Regions from separate parts of the Zea mays genome. Here region 1 is linked to region 2. The links are chromatin contacts, called in public Hi-C maps. All regions are on one chromosome and are shown on one strand. Each heading gives the region's core, a stretch centred on a gene start, on an enhancer-like site or on the middle of the called end of the contact. The rest is flanking DNA. Distances are from core to core; before and after follow the strand shown.

Region 1 (4,703 bases), core at 653-3,152, 170 kb after region 2:
TGTAACTCATAAGTGATCTAAAGTATTGTCATAGTTTTGGAAATCGGGGGACAATAAGATTTGTGTTCGGTGAAGGATGCTAGCGTGGACTCACTCTGAATGGTGAATCGTTGGGACTCGAACGTGGAGACTGAGACAGAAGGTTTATACTAGTTCGATCTCGAGCCCTTATCCAGTGCAGTACTGATCGTAGTATTACCTTGGGACGTGTTACAACCGGTGCGTGTGTGGGAAGAAGGAGAACTTTCCCTTTTATAGCTCAAGGTTTTATAGCTCAAGGTGTAGGACCTTACAGAGGAGACTTGTTCTCTACTGGTAAGAGAACAATATGTTGCCCTAGGTTGACGTAATGCTCATGATGTGTCCGTAGGGTCGTGTGTAGCCGTACTTCCGGTATGGTGTATTGTCCCGCTCATTCGTCATACGTGTCCCTGCAGCGAGTGTACAACTAATGTCTTCGTAGTAGTGCGCGATGGGTTCGTGGGTCAGTCTCATGGTGCGGCCGTGCATAGCGCGACTTTGCTTGTCGTCATGAGCCCTATATCACTTGGCGTGCGTAGGCATACACCCGGTATGGTGTATTTGTCGTGTCCTTTCTGGTATATGAGTCACTGTAGAAACTCCGGTGCTAAGGCCCCCATGACAGGGGTTGACTGGCCCCTCAAGGTAGTGGGGATACACTTGGGACCGTACGAGGGGGTGTACAGTTGTGTGGATAGTGACCTCCCAGCGTACATTCGGTGTGCCGCACGTATGTCCAGACGTGGCCTAGGGATGACACATCTTGTCCTTGCTGATGCGGGTCTGCAGTACTAGACTGGGACCTCCGCGCTCTCCGAGTTGCTCGGTCAGGGGTTGGTCAGCCACTCTGCCTCACCGAGTTGCTTAGTGGGGACCTGGTTGGCCGCTTTGCCTCGCTTGGTTACTCGACGGGGACTTGGTCGGCCGCTACGCCTCGCAAGGTTGCTCGACAGAGACCTGGTCCATCGCTCCGCTTCACAGGGTTGCTTGGCCAAGACCTGGTTGGCAGGTGGGCTGTTTTTAAAGAGGCCATGGGTGTATTTCGGGTACCCAGTTCCTGAGTATCCGACAGTAGCCCATGAGCCTTTGTGCAACTCTTTGGAGTTGCACGGAGACTTTGTTGTGGACTGAAATCTCAGGAGCGTGCAAGCGTATCTTCCAGATGTAGCCCTCGAGCAATACATGTGGATTGCTTGGCGGTTTATTTGGTATTCGCGCAGTTTAGGGGTAGACCCTCCCTGCGATGGTCGCGGCACACTGAGCGTGAGCCCATTCTTGTTGACCATCAAAATCTCGGGTGCACGCAAGCGCATCTGCTAGATATATGTAACACCCTAAATATGGTCTTGGAGATTCGGAAAGTGCTTCAAAAGATTTTTTCTAAAATGCTTTTAATAAGGATTTTATTAACCTTGTAATTACTTCCTTAAAATAACTAAATGGATTATTAAAATTCAGTTATTCAAAGTTAAACTTAGGTATTGAAAATTGGAAGTTGAATTTGAAATTAACTAGAATCTACAAAATCTGTAGTCATTCATATGGATGAATTATTTTTTTCTCATGGATCATATACTAGCAACGCAAAAAGGAATGAAATAATATAAATAATTTTTTATTCGTGCCGGAGTTTTGTTGGTGTATTTAAATGGAGTATGAATAAAAAACAAATTTAAATTCAACTTGAAATTTGAATTTAGAAACTAAAATGGAATAGAAATAAAAAATAGATAAAGGGAAGAAAACGGAACCTGGGCCAGCTCCTTATCCCCACGCTCTAACCAGCCCATAGCAATTACCCGCGCGAGCCCACTTTGCATGAACCTCAGCCCAGCTCACGCCTGGATGTGCTTGGCGCTGTTTGGTGGGACCCCACCGTCAGGATCTCACCCACCCATACCTTTCACTCCTATCACCAGCCGCGTGGGACCCACATTCCAGCCGCGTCTCCTTCGTCGTAGTCGGGATGCGAACAAACTCCTCTCGATTTCATTGGGATCTTCCGCATCTGCCCAGGATTCGTGGCAGCCATACCTCCCTGACCGAATTTTTTATATTTTAGCCCTTAAACAGAAATAAATTCACGTTTAGACCTAAAAAAATTTTAAATGCAGTTTTGGACCCTTAGCTCGGCGCCATAGGCTGTTCAGCTCGGCGCCACAGCCTATGGCGCCGAGCTGTGTGACCTGGAAGCCTGCGTGGCACCTAGCTCGGCGCCACAGATCTTGGCGCCGAGCTAGGAAATAACCGCCGCAGGCCACCTTTCTCCTTCCTCGCGCTCTCTGTTTCTTTTCACTGAAATCGCGCCCGCCCCCGCCTGAAATCGCCGCCGCCGCCGCCCGCCCGGCCTGCCCGCCCGCCCAGCTCCGGCGAGGGGGCCCAGCTCCGAGCTCCGCCGCCGGCAGCCCGGCCTGCCCGCCGCCCGCCCGGCCTGCCCGCCCGCCCTGCTCGCCACCGGCGGCCGCCGCGCCCCTGCTCGCCACCGCCCTGCTCGCCGCCGCCCGCCCTGCTCGCCACCGCCCCAGCCCGCCCCTTGCCGCCGGTAATTTTTTTTTAATTTCTTAGTTAGTAAACTGTTTATTGTTTAGTAAATAGTTAGTAAATAGTTAGTAATTTTGTTGTTAATGTTAATTGTTAGTAAATAGTTAGTAAAAAGTTAGTAAATAGTTAGTAAACTGTTTATTGTTTAGTAAATAGTTAGTAATTTTGTTGTTAGTGTTTATTAAAATAGTTAGCTAGTTTCTTGTTAGTGCTTAGCATATTGTTAGTGTTTAGTAAATTCGTAGTGATTTTATTAAAATAGTTAGCGCATTGATATTACATGTTTTCTGTGTTGGCAACCATCGTGTTGTCGTTTATTCGCAGGTTCTATAAACATCACTTTACAGGGGAGGTGCTGCCAAATTTTTTACTGACAATTGGTTTTTTTGTACGTAGGTGTTTGTCCGACTTAACCTTCTCCACCGTTAGCTGGACTCGTACGCGTTCAGGTATACATTGTTTTCGTACATTATTTATAGATTATGTAATTTCGTTTGATGTGTTCATTTAATATTTACTGTATAGTTATTAGTTAATATATATTTATTACTTAGTACGTTAGTAGGCTTAAGTATATAGCCATTATTGAGTTAGTAATCCATTTTTGCAATAGATGGACAGCCTAGTAACACTATACCATGGAGGAAGGGTGGAGATAGATGCTTATGGGAGTGTTACTTTTGATGGTATGAAGATCGTGACCATGTTGTTCGTTGAAAGACCATCTTTTGACAAGCTTTTGGCTCGAGCTTGTGAGGAGATTAGGTGGGACATAAACGACCCTAGAATATCAATGCAGAGTTTGTTGTCCCATATTACACATGGAACAGTTGTCCGACGGTTGATCTCCATTACTTCAGAAGATGATTGGGAGATATATTTAAGAATTGTGAAGACGATGGTTCCACCATGTTTGGATGTGGTTATTCAAAAGTTACCTGTTAGTCATTGCGAAGGTCCAGTCGGGTTATCTCCACAATTGCCAAATGCATCTCGTATTGAAGCTCCTTTGGTAGAGCTTCATGAAGAAGTCGTTGTTGTGCCCGATGCTCAATCGGGTCCGCACGAGTATGGGATTTCTCGTCCTATTCCTGGCGTTTGTGGGGCTTCTAATGCGGTGGTACCCCCCCAAGAGTATGATCCAGTTCACGATCATCCTAGTAAGTGTCTTCGACACATTGTTCGTATCCATCGTTATTTCGTTTGATTAGACTTTTTAATGTGGTTTTTCTTGCTACGACCCGATGCAGGATCTCCACATATCGATAATGCTGATGTTCAGATTGATGTGCCTGTGTCATATAATATGGACAACATATGCAGGGCATCCAATAGTGTTGATGTTCAGATTGAGGATGAGGAGGAGCCATATGAAGCTGCACGGGCCTTAGATTCTGATGATGACCGTCCGGTTCAAGAAATGACCGAGCAAGAAATTGAACTCATAAGACGTTTGTGTCCGGAGCGAGACCCTGCAGTACATGAATTTAGCAGTTTAAGTCATTCCACCCGTGTGTATGCTGAAGGACGTGACGATGAACTGCTAGAGGCTCCGGATAACGCCGACATCATTGAGATTAAGGTTGGCTTACTTTTCAAGGATCTGCCTACACTGAGACGATGGCTACAGGAATATTCTGTGAACCGGAAGAGGCCGTTCAAGGTGAGACATTCGTATGCACAGCGTCGTTACACTGTTGTGTGCGAGGTGCCAGAATGTAATTGGAGGGTATGTGCCCGAAGGCAGAAGGACACCGGAAAGTTTAAGATCACCAAAATTGTAGGTCCACACACTTGTGCCCAGACAGAGCTGAGCTCTAAGCATCGTCAGTTGACATCTACCCTGATTGCGAAAAGGATATTGGGGATATTGAAGGGTCAGCCAAACTTGAAGGTGAAGTCAATTATGACCATGACTTCGGAGCTGTTTGGTTACAGGATCAAATATGGGAAAGCATGGAGGGCAAAGCAGCGAGCATGGAAGATGATATACGGGGATTGGGAGGAGGGTTATGAGAAGTTACCAGCATTGTTCAATGCAATGAAAGCAAAAAACCCAGGCATGCATTACGAGTACATCCCCAAACCTAATGAATGGAGGAACGACAAAGAGATATTTTTTCGTGCTTTCTGGTGTTTCT
Region 2 (4,365 bases), core at 965-3,464:
TAACTGTTCATAGGGGGAAAACATGAGTGTAGATTGCAAACAAAAAGATGTTGGGTTTGGCTTATATTGCAGTAAATAAATGCTATTGTTTGTGTCCAGAACAAACAACTGTAATAGTCATTAAATTAACTGTTATGATTACACATCTCTTAATTTTGGAACATGTCCCAATTAGCGTCCTCTCCGTTCCATTGAGTTGCATTGGTCTATTAAATATGTAATCACCAAGGCACATGGAATCGTTGTAGGGGGTCAATATATATATATTTTTGGATAGCTAACCTAAATGTCCATAAATTTTACTTGAAACATATATGATCATGTAGTCATTTTTTTGCAGGTGAATGAGGTGATCTATTATTAGCTCAATAGCAATCTTATATGCCTAGTAGGAAGGTAGCTAAACAATGACGTGCATATTTGCATCTTCATCATTTTTAAACATTATTTCTAAACATCAGTTAGTCACAGACAATATTTTGGGATAGCAAATATAATTGACAACACAACTTCTTAAAGTAAGACATGAGAGAGTAAGAAACTGAGCGTTTACCCGACCTAGATGTCGCATTGGCTCATCAACTGCATTAATAACAGGAACATTTGCAGTATATGTTGCTTTCCTTCGGGAAGTCTGGACCCTTCACCTAGCGAGACAGGAAGAGTTGATCATCTACCTGTTAAGATGATATCACATAGAGTTCACCATCTAGCTTGCATGGTGTCACAAAAAATTGATCGCCGATTAGCGAAGGTGTTACATAAGGAAACAAAATATGATGCTTGTGTACCAGAAGCTTCGCAGGCTATTGTTCTTCAAGAAACCAAGGACATTCCTGTTCTCAAGCAGCAGGAGCTCAGTACTTCTCCACTAAAACAATGGCCCTGCTTGTTAGGTAGGAATGCGGAAGGAGGTCAAGTGCAAGATAGTAAGCTCTCCCAGTTACATATGAAGAAAATAAGCAAAGCCGTGAAGGAAAATAAGAAGTTCAGAGATCTGTTTGTTACCTGGAACCCGATATTGATAGAAAAACGAAGTTTCGGATCATGCCCAACAATAAATATAAAAAAATCACATGCTTCAATAGGTTGCATAAAAGAAGTAGATATTATAAACGCAAATGATCACCTTCTCAACAACTGCAGGTGTATAACGTCGTAGCACTTGCTTTTCAGTAGTTGCAATCAGTGGCTTCCTCGTCTTAGGCTGTTAGCTTCCAAATATAGAATACACCTTTCACGTTCTTCTTGTAACATCGACTACACAGCTCAGGTGCATATTATGAGTTAGATGGTATGCCAGACTGGTTCTACCTGAGTAGATAACATGGAGAACATAAGAAAATCTATCCTTGTTGCCACATGGTTCAGGTACTATGGAATATCAGATTGTTGCATATATCCTGCCCTCCACATAGTTCGGAAAAAGATGTAATATTATCATGCATGGATGGATGTATTGGTATTGTGCCAAGTGCTAACCTTGGGGCGAGCTTGTCGACCTCGGCGATGAAGGCAGCCCCTCCCAGACCTCGTGCACCACATCCTCCTCCTGCACCTCTCTGAAAATCGAGCTATGTGCCGTAGTAGTCCAGTTTCTAGAGCTGGGATTTCGCGCCAGGGAGGGCCTCCCAAGCCCGTCGCTGGATCCGGGCTCCTCCGGGGGTGCCAGTGGCAAGGAAGGGGAAGACACGGCAGGTGACGACGAGCGGCAAGTTGGGGGAGGCGGTGGGTCGGAGGCGACGCCGAGGTGCTGGAGCACGCGGCGGCGACACTCGTCGATGAAGGTGCGCTCGCGAGGGGTGCTGATGGAGGTGGTGGTGGCACTTGCTGCTGCGGCGGCGGTGCTCGGTGTCGTCATCAGAGGCGGAGGAGGAGAGAATAGATGGATTGGAGCTGCGGTAGGAGGAGGAAGGGAGGGAAGATGCGGGGTTGCGGGAGGGCGCCGTGAGCGGTGGTCATGATGGGCGGGGTGAAACGAGGCGACGACCGAGCCATACGAGGGAGAGGGAGAGAGAGGAGGTGGCCGATTTCTCTAGAAGCATTGCGTGGCTGCACGAGCTGCCGGGTATAAAAATGTGATAGAGCCGCGTCGTAGATTCATGATCGAGCGGCTTGAAGTTTTTCTGTCGACGTGGATAGCCCTAGCATCTCCGTTTCTAACCGGCTTTAAAGAATAATATATATATATATAGGAAAAGGAAATAGGCGGACTATACTTTCTGACCTCTTCTGGAATCCTGCGACGAGGGGACCGAAATGGCCTCGTCCTCCTCTGACTCCGGCCGCATCGCCGGAACCCTAGCCTTGCGTACGAGCTCGGCCTTAGCGGCGGCGTCGCTAATCCCGGGGCTCCCGGACGACGTTGCAGCTGTCATTCTCTGCCTGCTCACCTTCCCCGACCAGTCCCGCCTCCGCGCCACCTCGCGCGCTTGGTGCTTGCTCCTCTCTGCGGCTACGCTCCTCCCGCTCCGCCGTAGCCTCCGTCTCCCGCGCCGCCACCTTCTCTGCCTCTTCCCCACCGACCCATCCCTCGCCTCCCCGATCCTGCTCGACCCCGCCGCACCTACCACCTGGTGGCCCCTCCCGCCGCTCCCCTGTTCGCCGCAGCTTTACGGCCTCGCCAACTTTACCGCCCTCGCCGTTGGCCGCCACCTCTACGTCCTCGGCGGGTCTTGCTTCGACGCCCGCAGCTACCCTTTGGGGCAACCCTCCGCCTCGGCGGCGGTCTACCGGCTTGACCTTGCCAACTCTCGACATTGCTGGGAACGCCTTCCCGACATGCAGCTCCCGCGGGGAAGCTTCGCGTGTGCCCACGCGCCCAGTGCTGGCGGGCTCCTCGTCGCCGGTGGCGGGTCCCGACACCCCATGTTCCCCTCCAACGGCAGCCGCACCGGCAGCACCGAGTGGTATGATGCCACCACGCACTCGTGGCACCTTGGTGCCTCGATGCCTCGTGATCGGGCTGGGTGTGTTGGGTTCCTGGCACGCGGAGCAGGGGATGGTGGTGAGGATGAGTTCTGGGTGATGGGCGGCTATGATGGATACACCACGTTGGGAGGAGTGGTGCCAAATGACGTGTACTGTCGGGACGCGGTGGCGTTGGGACTATGGAGTGGTAAGTGGAGGGTGATTGGAGACATGTGGGAGGAAGGGGAGAGGAGGCGTCTTGGTCCCATTGCAGCTTTATCTGCAGATGATGGAAGAATTACCGAGGTGTTCATGCTAGACGGCAATGATGTCTTCAGGTCAGTGGAATTGTTCTTTGCTTTCCTTGCTTGTAATTCTTGGCACACACGTTCCTGTTATTTTGTTTGCTTCAACTTAGTAGTTAATTTCATGTAATATTTTGTATTTGAGTGATTGTAAGTAATCTACCTTCCACTTTTTACTTCTGCTTGCATAGTGTAGACTTCTCCCACTTTTTACTTCTGCCTGCATGGTGTAGACTTTTCTTCTGTGGTTTTCATGCTCCAGTTTGTGTACTAAATTACTAATAAATATGGTGTTTGGTTTGAGTAATGAGTTAGTCCAACATCGACTCATTCCTCACTTTTTTGTTTGGTTTGTGGAATAAAATAGATTCATACATGACATCATCACCTCATGCCTCACAAGATAATAATTAGTACTATTACGAAGAATGAACCCTTGATGCATCGCCTCATCTTGGATATAGTGGCTCCTCAAACCAAACAAACTACATGTTCGTTGCTGAAGAGGCTGAACCATCTGTTGTGGTTGTTTACCTTTATTTTTTATTTGGTTGTCTAATTATCAAAGTGTCCAAATTAATCTAATCGAGTGTACTTGTGGGGGGCTTGAGGACTGGCATGGAGCAGCTCTCACTTCGCTTGGCTCTAGTTTCCACCACTGAGATGTAGCCTGCCATTATGTTCAGTATGCCCTACCTTTTGTTTGACAGAATATAAATCGACAAAAAAACAATATCTTTGATTCTTCCTGTTTTGTGTTCTTAGATTGTTGTTATGCTGGTGCTTATTCTCTGATGAAACCGTGTTATATTGTGCGGGATATCTCATGGAGAATCATTACATTTCAGTTTTGTTATACTCCCTTTTAATACTAATGGAGAATTATCAATTATGAGCATTCATTGGAGGAACATGTGAAGCAAACTCTGTTTGGTTACTAGATTTTCATTGTCTGGTGATTCTATTAGTGTGTAGAAAGCTGATGTGGGATTTCATAGGACCTTTTGGGACAACTTATTTCTGTAGAGCTTTTATGAGAAGCGGTCTATCTAGAGAACCTGCTAGCTGAAGAATCTAAGTGTTTTGCAATCCTAATTTTCTGCAAGAAGGTTGTCTGTTCTAAATGTAAAAGGACCTAAATACCCTTGGA

Evidence for each region. Hi-C and Micro-C count contacts between places; a contact is called where the count stands out from the background.
Region 1: a contact with region 2 is called in a Hi-C map of endosperm, with 2.6 times the contacts expected there. The contact joins the enhancer-like site here to the promoter of LOC100282773 in region 2. A contact is called at or near these places in 2 of 25 Hi-C or Micro-C datasets (endosperm and leaf).

Annotation. Positions count from the first base shown.
Region 1 is chr5:108,573,124-108,577,826 of Zm-B73-REFERENCE-NAM-5.0, forward strand. No RefSeq gene overlaps it. Among protein-coding and RNA genes, the nearest start is that of LOC100383583, 33 kb to the left of the region's middle. Within about 2 kb of position 1,903, at least 17 of the 20 cell types and tissues checked have an H3K27ac peak or open chromatin away from gene starts, as enhancers often do. A contact at or near this core is called in endosperm and leaf, where this site is marked.
Region 2 is chr5:108,406,999-108,411,363 of Zm-B73-REFERENCE-NAM-5.0, forward strand. LOC100282773 (kelch motif family protein) reads left to right here and starts at 2,215. Exons shown (of 2, transcript NM_001155679.2): 1 at 2,215-3,248. The coding sequence starts at 2,260. LOC111589341 (a long non-coding RNA gene) reads right to left here and starts at 1,122. Exons shown (of 4, transcript XR_004849546.1): 1 at 792-1,122; 2 at 559-647; 3 at 1-3.